Regions from separate parts of the Sus scrofa genome. Here all the other regions are linked to region 1. A link is a contact called in public Hi-C data. All regions are on one chromosome and are shown on one strand. Each heading gives the region's core, a stretch centred on a gene start, on an enhancer-like site or on the middle of the called end of the contact. The rest is flanking DNA. Distances are from core to core; before and after follow the strand shown.

The links. A called contact is a pair of places that touch in the nucleus more often than the background predicts.
Region 2: a contact with region 1 is called in a Hi-C map of alveolar macrophages, with 2.7 times the contacts expected there. The contact joins the promoter of VSX1 here to the enhancer-like site in region 1. A contact is called at or near these places in 3 of 5 promoter capture datasets (fetal liver, fetal skeletal muscle and liver), 19 of 47 Hi-C or Micro-C datasets (alveolar macrophages, blood, embryonic fibroblasts and 11 more) and 1 of 2 datasets of contacts at active chromatin or transcription factors (skeletal muscle).
Region 3: a contact with region 1 is called in a Hi-C map of alveolar macrophages, with 5 times the contacts expected there. The contact joins the promoter of ACSS1 here to the enhancer-like site in region 1. A contact is called at or near these places in 3 of 5 promoter capture datasets (fetal liver, fetal skeletal muscle and liver), 19 of 47 Hi-C or Micro-C datasets (alveolar macrophages, blood, embryonic fibroblasts and 11 more) and 2 of 2 datasets of contacts at active chromatin or transcription factors (alveolar macrophages and skeletal muscle).

The regions. Positions count from the first base shown.
Region 1 is chr17:30,726,924-30,731,269 of Sscrofa11.1, forward strand. No RefSeq gene overlaps it. Among named protein-coding and RNA genes, the nearest start is that of CST7, 29 kb to the right of the region's middle. Within about 2 kb of position 2,603, at least 11 of the 83 cell types and tissues checked have an H3K27ac peak or open chromatin away from gene starts, as enhancers often do. A contact at or near this core is called in alveolar macrophages and retroperitoneal adipose tissue, where this site is marked.
Region 2 is chr17:30,853,544-30,857,889 of Sscrofa11.1, forward strand. It overlaps VSX1 (visual system homeobox 1), which reads right to left and starts at 2,471. Exons shown (of 5, transcript XM_003359919.3): 1 at 2,048-2,471. The coding sequence starts at 2,471.
Region 3 is chr17:30,837,517-30,841,862 of Sscrofa11.1, forward strand. It overlaps ACSS1 (acetyl-coenzyme A synthetase 2-like, mitochondrial), which reads right to left and starts at 2,283. Exons shown (of 14, transcript XM_001927113.6): 1 at 1,914-2,283. The coding sequence starts at 2,199.

The sequences.
Region 1 (4,346 bases), core at 1,353-3,852:
CGGGTGCTAACAAGCCCAGGCCAATGGGGGGGTGGGGTGGCAAGGGGATGTCACCGTGGGGGAACACGGACACAACGGTCTGCCACAGCCTCTGACTCTGACACCCTTATTCATTAGTCTCAAGATCAATCCCCTTGGAGATGTGGAGAGTATTTCACCAAATAGTTCCTTCAGGGTGTTCTTAGATCTCAACAGTTATTTCAGAGAACTGAGTTTAACTTCACTCAAATGCTTTAAACAGTTCATTAGAAGTTCAGGAACTCTCGTTGTCATGCAAGATCTGCTTGCTTAAGCCATTACATTGAAAATTAATTATTCTTTTATTCATGTTTTTAATGGAGGATGGATTTAATTCTTTGTATAATATGACAAATTTCTGCTAAAGACTGACAGCTGTGGGCCTTCAGCATTGTTCTCACTTCAGAAACCACTCTGCCAACCCAAATGGTATTATTTCATGGTGAAAGAAGGGTTAGAATTGCCACTGGTGAGAAGGGAACTTGGCCAGGAGCCCAGGCTGTCATTGCCAAAGGACAGGCAGGGTCACTACGGAGGCCCACACTACACACAGGACATAGGGCACTGCCGGCTGACAGCGCAAAATCCTGAGGCTTGTTTCCGGGGGAGTTTCTCAGAAGTAGGCACTGGGATGTCTCATTGGCATCTCTGAAAGTCTCTTCCCCATTTTTTTTCATTAGAAAAATGACAGGAGCATGGAAAAACCAGTCGGGTGGATCAGAAGGATGTGCAGTGGGAAATTAGCCATGTCCCAGCGGGGACTTTCCTGCCACGGTCAGTGGTGGCTCCCACAGGCGATGCTGCAGGCAGGTCATCTGACCACTCACTCACTGACCTGGCTAGTTTCCGGGGTCTTCTGGAATCAATCATCCAGTCCACAAGATTTACCTACATAGAACTAAGCAAAGTATTTTTTCCAATTTGAATTTGCTTGTTTTTTCTGTACCTGTGGTTTCCTCCACTTTTCTCATTTTGAGTTGTCCTCTCTTGAACTGAGTTCATTGTGTCTGTGCATGTGCGTGTGTGTGTGTGTGTCAGGCACATGCATAGGGCTTATGAGTGTTCACACACGTGCGTCTCAAGTCCACTTGAGATTACTTTTTATGTCTCATTTTCTGTTTTCAAATTCACTAGTTCCTGCTTTTATTGTACTTAATTACCTGTCTCACCTTTTCCAAGGCTAACTTTGTTGGGATTTTTAGTTTGTCCAAACTGAATGCTCACTTTATTTATTTTTCATCACACTTGTCAACAAGTAACCAAGGAAGCCATCTGTTCTGGGCTTTTCTTTGTGAGAAGCTTTTTATGACCAAAGCAACCTCTTGTTGTTATTCAGATTTTCTATTTCTTCGTGAGTCAGATTTAGCAGTTTGTGTCTTTCTAGGAGTGTGTCTATTCCCTATAGATTACCCAAAGTGTTGTCACACAATTATTCCCCCTCGTGCCCCTTATAATCAGCCCTGAATAATGTCTCCTGCTCACCCCAATTAGAGTCACTCTTCCTCTCTTGATCAGTCTTCCTGCAGTTTGCCAACTGTGTTCGTCTTTTCAAAGAACTGACTTTGGGTTTTGTGAATTTTCACTGTTGTTTTCTGCCTATTTCATGTACTTCCACCCTATCTTTATTATTTACTTGCTGATGCTATGTTGAGTTTAGTGCTCTGCTTTTCTAGTTTCTCAAGTGGTTAGGTTCCTGACTTTAGGTATTTCTTCTTTAATATAGGCATTTCTGGATGGAAATTTCCCTCTGACACTGCTTTCACTGGTCCATAAATTCTGCTACTGTGTCTTCATTTTCATTCATCTCAAAGTATTTTCCAATCTCCATGATTCTTTTTGACCTATTGGTCCTTTAGGAATGTATTGTTTCATTTCCACGCTTTTGTGAAATTTTCAAATTTCCATCAGAGCTGATTCCTAATGTCATTCCGTCGTGGAGAGCATCCTCTGTACGATTTAAATCCTTTGAAAGGCACTTGCTTTGCAGCCTCACATGCTGTCTGCTCTGCAGGTTCCCAGTGTGTCTCCAGCTACCGTTGGGTGGACTTGTGCAGACAACTGTGAGGCATCCCTGTTTCAGGTGCTGGGTTCCATTTGCTGTTCTAGACATTGCTGCAAATGAGATGCTGAGTCCCCAACTTTTATTTTGAATTGCCTTATTCCCCTCTTTCAATCTGCCTGTTTTGCTTCCTATATCTTGGAACTCTTATCACGGTTATGCCGTTTTGGTGGATTTTCTGTTTCATCATGGTAAAACATACTTAACTTTCTTGAGTGACGGCTTTTGCCTTAAACCCTATTTTTTCTGATATTAGTACAGCTCCTCCCATTCTCTTTGGGGGGCTGTTTGCAGGGAACAGCTCATTTCTTCCTTTCATTTTCAATTGATGTGCATCGTTAAGTCTCAAGTGTGACTTTTTCAGTCATTATACCATTGGATCATGGTTTTTGATCTGCTCTTCCATTCTCTGCTTTTTCTTTGCAAAGTCTGACCCATTTACAAACCTGCCTTCACCACTGGAGACCACAGCAGAGACTCATCTGACCTCCTACCCACAAAGCATAAACAATTACTCATTCCACTCCTTACCAAGGCATCCTCAAGAAAACTGTGACCTGCCCATGACCTCTCCTCACTGGGCTCAGCTTCCTCCTCTGCAGGAGAAGTTGGGGCAGATGCTGAGTCTTTTTTTTTTTTTCCTTTGCTATTTTAGACCCACACCCATGGCATACAAATGTTCCCAGGCTAGGGGTTGAATCAGAGCTGTAGCCACCAGTCTACACCAGAGCCACAGCAACATGGGATCCAAGCCACGTCTGCGACCTACACCACAGGTCACGGCCACACTGGATCCTTAACCCACTGAGTGAGGCCAGGGATCGAACCCGCATCCTCATGGATCCTAGTTAGGTTTGTTAACCGCTGAGCCATGAAGGGAACTCCGACACTGACTCTTCTTTTGACCGTCCACCTGTCCAGGGAGAGGCCTGCTCCCGGACCTCCCTCCTGCCTCCATCACTCAGGGCACAGGGGGGAGACTGGAAGGACCATGCTTCACAAACAACAAAATTACAGTGATGGTGATGAGACCTCGTTTTCCCTCTAAGCTCCAGATACCTGGAGGTGTCACCCAACAGCCTAACAGCCCCCCAGTATCTGTGCCCAGAGCTGAGTCAGGAGCTGACATTGGACCCCTACCTCCCTGTGAGTCATAAGCACCTGCCACTTCCACCCACCAAACCTGAGTCCTGCCACCCCCTCCCCCTGCTGCCTGTCCTCTGCCCTCTCCACGTGCCACAGGACACCTGCCTGCCACCCAAAAGCTCCTGTGACCTCCTCACTGAGGCCTTGCTGGCTCACCACCTCCCCTCCTCCTACCCAGACGCCCCTCGACGCACAGACCGTCCTGCAGTTTCCCTGAGACGGTGCCACCCAAGCCTGCACCCCAGCAGCTCCCCCACCTGCACTGGGTCCTGGACAGCGTTTTAACAAAACTGACCTCACATATTTTTCAGATTACATTTACCTTTTTCACCGTAATATATAACTTCATATATATTGTAAATATTGGCATTTTAAAAAAACCTCTTAGATCTCTTTAGAATGTATGCCATAGAAAACAAATTTCATACCAGTTTAAGACCCACCATTATCCATTAAAAAATACATGAGCAATAATAATAATATATAAGGAAGTTCCACACCAGTAGTCAGAAATTTTACGCCTTCTTTTCTCCTTAACCAGAGTTCCACTCCACTTCCCTCACAGAATTTTATACTCATGTCACAGAATTTCATGCTCAAGGTGCTTTATTATCATCCTCATAAAATTCTGTAGCAGAAACATGTATATACATCAAAATTATTTTATTTCCTATGACTAAAAGGTCTAGGTATTTTAGGGTTTTTTTATTTATTGATTTAATCTTTTGTCCTTTTAAGACTGAACCGGCGACATGTGGAGATTCCCAGGCTAGGGGTCTAATCTGAGCTGTTGCTGCTGGCCTACACCAGAGCCACAGCAATGCCACACCAAGCTACGTCTGTGACCTACACCACAGCTCACGGCAACACCAGAGCCTCAACCCACTAAGCGAGGCCAGGGATCAAACCCACAACCTCACGGTTCCTAGTCAGATTCGTTTCCGCTGCACCACGATGGGAATGCCTATTTTTATTTTTTTAATTTTATTTTTATTTATTTATTTATTTTGTCTTTTTGTCTTTTCTAGGGCTGCTCCCATGGCATATAGAGGTTCCCAGGCTAGGGGTCTAATCAGAGCTATAGCCACCAGCCTATGCCAAAGCCACAGCAACATGGGATCCG
Region 2 (4,346 bases), core at 1,221-3,720, 130 kb after region 1:
ACTGTTCCAATTCCAAATCTCTGGAAGTGAGGTCCAGAAAGCTCATTCTTGGCTAGGGTGCCCAGGTGATTCATAGATGCACTCAAAGAATCTTAAGAATGTTTTATCTTTTGAAATAAATTATATCAAAAGATTTTTCTAGGTTGAGGGAGTTTCCAACATGGCTCACCAGTAATGAACCTGACTAGTATTCATGAGGATGTGGGTTCAATCCCTGGCCTTGCTCAGAGGGTTAAGGATCTGGCATTGCAGTGAGCTGTGGTGTAGGTCGCAGATGCAGCTCGGATCCTGCATTGCTCAGGCTGGGGCGTAGGCTGGCAGCTGCAGCTGTGATTCAACCCCTAGCCTGACCCACAGATGGATCCTAAAAATAAAAAAAAAATTTTTTAATTAAAAAAAATATCTAGGTTGAAAGGAAGATTAGAAGACCAAACTATTGGCAGATTCATTGTTAAAAAAAATATTTGCTTCAAAACACTAAAAAGTGAATTAATAATGGCAAAAAACAGTAAAATAATGTTTTACTTCTACATCAATTAGTTCACCAGAAACTTGGATTACAATATAGTATTTGTGCTGTCCAGTCTGGACACATAAGTTTTTTGAGATATGAAATGTGGCCCATCTGAATTGAGACCTGCTGTAAATGTGAAATATTTGGTGTATTTTGAAGATCTAATACCCCCAAATAAACTATTAACAATTTTTATATTGATTACATGTATAATAATATTTTCTGTGTATTGAATTAAATAAAATACAGTATTTAGGTTTGTTTCACCTATTTATTTCTCCTTTTCCAGGTAGGTTTGAGAAATTTTCATTACTCTTGAAGTCACATGTTTCTACTGGACAGTGTTGGTCTTGATCTTGCAGAAATGCCCTCATAGACTAGGATGTGGTGGCATTTTGCCTTCAGCTTTGTCAGTATTCACAGAGAAAGAACCCACCCTATGAAGGTGGTCTCTGCATTTCTAGTGAAACAACTACTAGAGGGCTTCATTTTATCTTACCTAGAGACTCATGAAATAAAGTCCATTCATTTTTTACCTTTATTTTTATTTTTACCTTCTCATCTGGGGTACATGAAAGTTCCCAGGCTAGGGCTTGTATCATAGCCGCCGCAACATCAGATCCCAGCAGCACCTGAGACCTACACTGAAGCTTGTGGCAGAGCGCTGGATTCTTAACCCACTGAGTGAGGCCAGGGATGGAACCCCCATTCTCACAGAGACAACCATCGGTTTTTAACCCACTGAAGAGACAGCAGGAACTCTCATAACGTGAAAGCTGGCCTGCCTCTGATCCAATCTGCTTCCTCTAGACATCGATAGAGAGCCATGTAAACCTGCCTTGGCTGAGGGATGCTCAGCTCTGGGGTCTATACAAAGTTTATGTGCGCCCACCTTTTCGCTGGTAATTCTTAGTTCTCTCCCCCCTCCCGCCCCAAATCTCTCTATTTCATGGCCGTGTCTTTATAGAGTTCCACTGCTCCCTTCTCTTCTCCACTATCCTCCCTGACTTCTCTGAGGAGCCCGGCACTGCTGCCATAGACCGAGGAGCTTGTTTCTCCTGAGCCAGAGGGGCAGAGAAGCGCGGGACCCCCACGCCTATTTCAACTCTAGGAGGACAGTTCCAGGCCTCCACCTCGTGCTCTTCAAAGGCCAGTCAATGAGTCCATCAATTCAGGGAATGCTCAAGCGCTGGTTGGTACTGGGTTCGGTGTGCTGACAAACCAGGCGGGCCCAGGCCTCCCAACCTCCGCTGTTCCCTGATCCTCGCGGGGAACACTCCCCCACCCCCAAGACCCCAGGGCAGATTCGCACCGGGTTGTAGGGGTGTGTGCAGGGCGGCGGCGACCAGGCCCAGAGGAGAGGCAGGGATGTGGGCAAAGCCAAGGGCAGAGGGTGCTCCCTGGCGGGGCCACTCTGGGGTCCCGACTTCCCTGGATCTGGGGAGATGAGGTGGGGCTCGGCGGGGTGCTGAGTGTCACCCTGCGCACCACGCCGAGGCAAGGGGCAGGAGCGGCACGGACTGGCCTCATTACCGGACGTCGAGACGCTCTCGCTGCGCTTCTGACGGATGCTCGTGGGCGGTGAGCGGCCGAGGACGTGCGGGGCGGGGGGCTCAGGCCCCTCGGGCGGCAGGAACGGCACATCGGCTAGAAGCAGGCAGGGCGCCCCGGCAGCCGCAGGGGGCTGCGCACCGAAGCTGCAGAGGAGGCCGAATCCCAGCGGGAGGGCCCCGCGCGCCAAGCCAGAGTCCCCGAGCCCTGGACCGGCGCAGGGGGCAGCCGCGGGGCCTTCGCAGCAGGATCCCGGCCCAGGGCCTGCAGGTGCAGGCAGCTCGGCCTCCAGGCCCAGCAAGTCAGTGATGGCGAAGCCCCGGGGGCGCGAGCCAGTGGGCGGGCCTCCGGGCACCAGCGCCCTGCTCCTGGCACACCCGTCGGAAAGCGCGTCCCGGCCAGTCATGGCTTACTGGGCGGCGGGGCTGAACTCTCTCGGTCACCTTTGCGGAGGGGGCGCAGTTCTGAGGACGCTTTATACAGTCAGGAGCCAGGAGGGCTCCAATCAGCGGGGTGCGGGCGCGTCACGCCTCGGACCCCGCGAGATGGGGACGCCACCAGTTCCCCTCCCTTCGGTCGCCGCCCTCCCAGCTGCAGTCCCGTCAATCGGCCCCCATCCCTCTCCCCTCTCCTTTCCAATTGTCCCTCTGCCCACCCTGTTCTTGGTGGGAGGAAAATAGAGAGGGGAGGACCGGCTCTCTGGCCATCTCTCTAAGAGCCGCAGGTTCCAGATCCCGGCGTGGTCTTCTCTCCCCTTCTCGGCTCTCGGGTGGAGGCCCCTGCTTGCAGCTGCCCTGGAGCCTCCCTGCCCCCATCCAGTCACTCGTTAAGACCTAGGGCCTATTCCCTGCCGCTCTTTGACTACTATCACTAAGACCCCCGCCAGCCCTCCAACACTACCGTCACCGCGGACAAGACCTTCCTCGAAATTCCCAAGGGGAAAGGAGTGGAAAACGTTTATTTAATCAGTGCCCACTCCACCTCCAGCCATTGGCGGAGGCTGGCCATCGGCGCCATCGGGCCATCAGCTTGTCGCAAAATTCACTGGAGCTGGAGAAGGAATAGGAAACAGAGGCTGGGGCAGATGGACCCCGCCGGAACTGCGGGGAAGGGCGCCACGTTTAGCAAACTAAATTCCAGGAGGTGCAGTGAAATCACAATTTCAGATGAAGTCACTTTAGAAATATGTATAAGAACGTATCTGTATTTTATCTGGCGACTCCTAAATGGGGAGAGTAAATTGGAAAATTGGGCCTGTGTACTGAGACCCATCCCACTTCACGGAGGCTAACAAATTATTGTTTCATGATTATTCAAAGAAAGCCTGATTTTCATGTGAAATGCCCGTGTTTGTTCAAGATGCAAAACGAAGCACGTGGGTAAAATTCTCCTGGCTCACACGCCAAAAAGTTGAGCCCACCCAACCAGATTCGCTGGGAGCCCTGAGCCCACCCTTCTCAAACAAGGAAGGAGGGAAGCAAAACCTGTCATTCCCACCCTGAGGGCGAGCAGCCGGCGGCCGCCCAGCGAGGGACGCAGCAGCTCTCCCAGCGCCCCGCGGACGCCTCTCGGGTCTCTGCGCGCCTCCGAGGCCGAGGGGAAACCCGAGCAAAGGGGATCTCCCGCTGGCCACGCCTGGGGCTGGATCCTCTGCAAACCCAAGGATTAAACCAGGGGCTTCCGATAAAGATAATTACAAGAGGCTGCGCATTAACTTTTCATTATTAAAAGAAGACCCAAATCTCTCCTCGCAAGCTGTTCCCTGGATTAACAAAACAATAACTTTCCTTTGGGATAATTGTCCTTTGAGTCGCTCCGGGTCGGGGGCAGCTTTAGAAGCCGGCGTCCTTTTTGGCTCCGCCAGGAATTTCTCCCCAAATTTATCTCTGGGTTTAGGGAAAGGTGTTGAGTGTACAGAACCCAGCCAAAATGCTCTGGCTCTTGGCCCGGCAAAGCAGTAGTTTGTGAATCAGAATTTGGGGCCGCAGTTAAGGATGACATTTAAGATGCACATATTTACAGACTGTGCTGGGGAGCTGGTGGGACAAACACACCTAAAGGTGGCCCCGCCCGGGGCATTGGCAGGATCGGGTCTCAGAGGCAGATGTGTGCTCGCGGTGTCTGCTGCTAGGACAGCCGAAGGCTCCCCCTCGCCTGGGCCCAGGATTCCAAGTCTCTGAACACAGCCTCTGCCAGGGGAGGCCTCGAGTAGATGGCCATAGACCCAGAGGTACCGAAAGGCCATCCAGGAGGAGCCCAACTTCAGCCACCCCACATGGTG
Region 3 (4,346 bases), core at 1,033-3,532, 110 kb after region 1:
CCTGAGAACTTGTGTTTCTAAAGAGTTTGCAGATCATGCTGCTGCTGCCTGTCCGGGAACCACACATTGAGAACTCAGGTACAGATCTTGGAGGGGTAAAGGGAATTTCACATGACGTGTCTGGAATGAGCTATCATCACACGACTGTCACACACACAGCTCATGCCAAAACACCCTATCCAGCCCACAGCTTTCTAGCGGCTCCCAGGGCAGCCATGGCTTGGCCTGGTCCTTTTTCACACCATCGCCTCTGTGATGTACAGACGTGGCGGAGGGCAGAGATATTCCTGATAGATGAGTGGGTGGCATACGCATTTGGGGTAAGAACACAGCTGAAAAGCTCTTTTGCTATGTGACAGCTTTCTGAAGCTCAGTTGCTAAGGGAGCCATAGGGAGAAATAAGTGTAGGAAAAAAGGTGGAAGAGTTGAGCACTGACCACATCTTGGACCTGACCCTGACAGAGTGAGGCTCATGAGGTTCTGCCTGCCTGTCCCATGAGACCCGTCCCCAGTCTTATCTGAGCATGAGAGGTAGCAAGTGCTCAGGAGCCAACCTTGAATGTCCCAGCAGCCTCAGTCTCCCAAGTCCAAGGCAGCTTCCAAAGCAACTGCAGCCTCCTGCCCCTGCCTCTGCACGTATCTCTCCCCATCCAGGGCGCGTTCCTCCAACCCTGCACATCCAAGGGTTTGGGGGTTTTCCCACTAGTTCAAGGACACTTGCTGCTGACTCAGTTTTAGAGAAAACGCTTATCTACTAAGTGAGTCATTTTGATTAAACCAGTAAAACAATACACAATATGAAAAAAAAATCTGGTCCAAAGTTCTCTTAAGTGTCTCTGTTTGAAAAATAACTGAAAGATACTAGCTATTATTTTACGGCTATTTCTGAATTTTATGAGTTAAAATTACTACTATTTATTAATCGCCAATAAGTGCTGGGACCGGTCCATACTTCTGCGTACTTTGTCCTTACAACCAGCCCCTTCAGGTGGGCATTACCACCCCCAGTCTACCCAGGAGGAGACTGAGGCTCAGAGGTACAGAGCAACTGGGCCAGTAGATGGTGGAGCCTGGGAGACTCAGACCCCCACTTCCCAATTCAGGCCTTGGTCATGAAGACCTACAGTTCCTTTCCTCAAACAACCCAGACCCCACTTACCTTTCCCCGTTCCCCTCTGACCACCCTGCCCGGCTGCCCACACCCAGGCCAGACCTTGCCAGGCTGGCCGCAGCCTTAGTTCCCGGGCCTTCTCCCCTAGCTGGGCTGGGGAAGGGGTTACTCTCCCCTCTACCCGATCCCAAATCCTGACAGCGCGTGGCGGGATTCAGTCTCTGCAGAGACCCGAGGACTGACGGGCAGTGGAGCTGGTTTCTGGGGTCCCAAACGCACCGGGACTAAAGCCAGCGCCGTGGGTCTTCCGGGCGAAGGTGAAACTGAGAACTGGGAGGCCCCACCACTGCTTCCTTCCCGGCTGCGAGCCGATTCCGGCTACGGGTCGATTCTGGCTACTGGCGGGGCTCTCCTCCTCGGCCACCCGCCACAGCTCGATTTGTTTACACGGGCAGGGCTGCTCCCCAAGCGAGTCGCCGGCCCGCACCTGGCGGTGGCAACAGCCAAAAGCTTCTCGGTGCTATCTCCCGCCGGGACGGGAGCAGGAAGTCCGGCTCCGGGGTCCCCGCGCCCTCCACCCCCGCTCGGCGCAGGCGTCTCACTGCCTCCCGCGGGCGCGCACGGCATGGGGCGCCGGGACCCCGTTCAACGTGGGGGGTGCCGGCCGGGTGGCAGGGGAGTGGGCCGGGCTGGGCCGGTGGGTGGGGGCGGGGTGACGGCGCCGCACGCCCGAACGCTGAGGAGGGGGCGAGTGCGGCAGCCGTCGCCGAGCTCGGGCGCCAGGGTCCCCGAGCCCACTCACCGGACACATTTAACTGGCCTCCCAGGAACCAGCCGATCTTGCCGCTGCGGAAGTCGCAGTCGCTCACCGTGTGGTAGGGGGTGTCCCACACGAGCACGTCCTTCGCCAGCGGCCCCCAGAAGGCGGCCGGCTCGCGCGCGGCCAGCGCGATCCGCTCCTGATAAGAGCCGGGCGGCGCGGCGGGGGCGCTGCTCCAGAGACGGGGGACCCCGGGGCCCCGAGCCCCCACCCCGCGAAGGCCGCCCAGGAGCCGCCCGACGCCGCAGCCCAAGCAACGGGCAGCCATCGCGCCTCAGAGCCCCTCGCGGCTGTGGCGACCCAGCCCTCGCGCGCCCGCGCCCCGCTTCGGCCCCGCCCCGCCTCCCGCCCCGCCCCGCCCCCCGCCCCTCCTGTCTGAAGCTGCCTCCCGACACTCCCCGCCCCCGCTCCGCCTCTGACCACCGCCCCCCCCTCCGCCCTGCCCTGTCCCACCCCTCTTCACCCCACGCAGAGCTGGGCTGCGAAGGGAGGTGGAGCCCCTGTGGAAGTGGAGTTGGGAGCGCGGCGGCGGAGGGGGTCCCCTGCCGGGCTGCCGGGGTTTCAGTTGATGCGTCCCCGACGAGTTCCGACGGCTGCGCCGTTTTGTCAACCGCAGATCTGCGCGGGCAATGCAGGCTCTCCTGGGAGCTGGAAACCGTCGCGGGTGGGAGGGAGCCGGCACAGATGTTAGTGACCCGCGGAGCGAGGCGCACAAGTTGCTCCAAGGACCACTCGTCAGGTTTGGTCGGTTCAGCATCTCAGAGGCTGAGAGCAAAGTGTTCATCCCTTTGTGGGGCCTCGAGATTGAATGCTTGAGCGGCCTGGGTGGCCTGTACGCCTTCCCCCAAAACATACACAAGTAGTCCCCGTGGGCTAAGTGGGCTGGTCAGGGGTCCTCGGACCAGGAGACTGTAAGACCTTGGGTCTGGGATCTGGTGCTTTTATACAGCAGAGAAGCAAACATTCCACCAGCCATGATTGATTTGGAACCGTGGGAGTTCTCAAGCGCAGCTCCAGCATCTGTGGCCTGAGGTCAAAATCTGAAGTTTCTAGCTCTGTATCCCGGGACCAGTTCCTTAACCCCTCTGTGCCTACACCGACTCCACTACTGAGTTCCCTGGTTACCCCTTCCAGGCTGCACATTTCAGACGCCGACTCGTTTATTCTTTAAGCAGCCCTGGGGAGGTAAACAAAAGTAATGTCTCCCTGGGGGGAGGAGGGTCTCCCAGGGGACCCAGTAGTGAAGGCTGTGTTCCTGTTGTCAAGCTGGGAAAGATAGTGGGAAACCCACAGAAACTTGTGGCAACTAGACTCTTAAATATTACAACAAGCACACAAAGTAAACATGTAATGTAAACAGAAGGGAGAGGGGATTTTTGAAAACTGGTTGGTCGAGTGCTTTGGGTTTAGCATAGATCCCTTCCTGTTAGCAGTAGGAGGTATTTGTGCTGTCAGTCAGCCCCAGCACGTGTGCCTGTGTGCCTGTGTGTGTGTGTGTGTGTGTGTGTGCTCACCCTCCTGCTACTGCTTTTTAAGGCTGGGAAACCAGTGATAACAGCTAGCACTAGACATGGGTCCTGCTCTGTGCTGAGCATTTACTTGCAATTTTTACTTAATTTAAAAATTATCTGGTTCTGGACTTTCCGTGTGGCTCACGACATAACTATTCAGCATTGCTTCTACAGTGGCTGTGGCTCAACCCCTGGCTCAGGAACTTCCATATGCCACAGGTGCTTTAAAAAAAAAATTATCTAGTGCTATCAAGTGCTGCCAACTCTCAACTCTCAAGTGGAACAAGGGACTCACTGAGCAGAGAGAAATAAACAGAATTGCTAAAAAGCACGTGGTGCCAGCACACCCACTCCCACCTCAATATCCCCCTCACTTGGCCTAAATCATCATTTTAAATAGATTAAGTAAATTGCAACAGAGAAAGACCTTAACTGTGGCCCAGGGGTGGGGGGAGTTGTCCCCAAAGATGGCCGCTAACACTTCACTCCCTGATGTAAGAGGCTCCCCTACAAGAAGAGTCTGTGTCCCCCACAAGTGGGCAAGCACTGCCATTCCCACTGTCCCAGGTCCAGACCCCACAAGATCACAGCTGCAGCCCCTGTGCTCTTGGAACCCAGCCCCATGCTGGAAGTGTCGAGCCTTCTGGAGGAAGAGATTCTTGGAGAGAACAATGGAAAAAGTACATAGAACTGACAATACTTTAAAATAAAGGAGCACAAAGCTGGCATTTCCTTCAAGTTGGATAAAGAGAGGTGATTGTGTGTTCAGAAAACTGCGGAACCATCCAAGTGGCACAGAATTGCACTTCCTAAAGCCCAAGCTACCCAAGCTGAGGCCACTGAAGCCAAGGCCACCAGCTGCCTCCTAGAAGCCACCTTCTGGGAACTACAGCAGGTGGAGCCA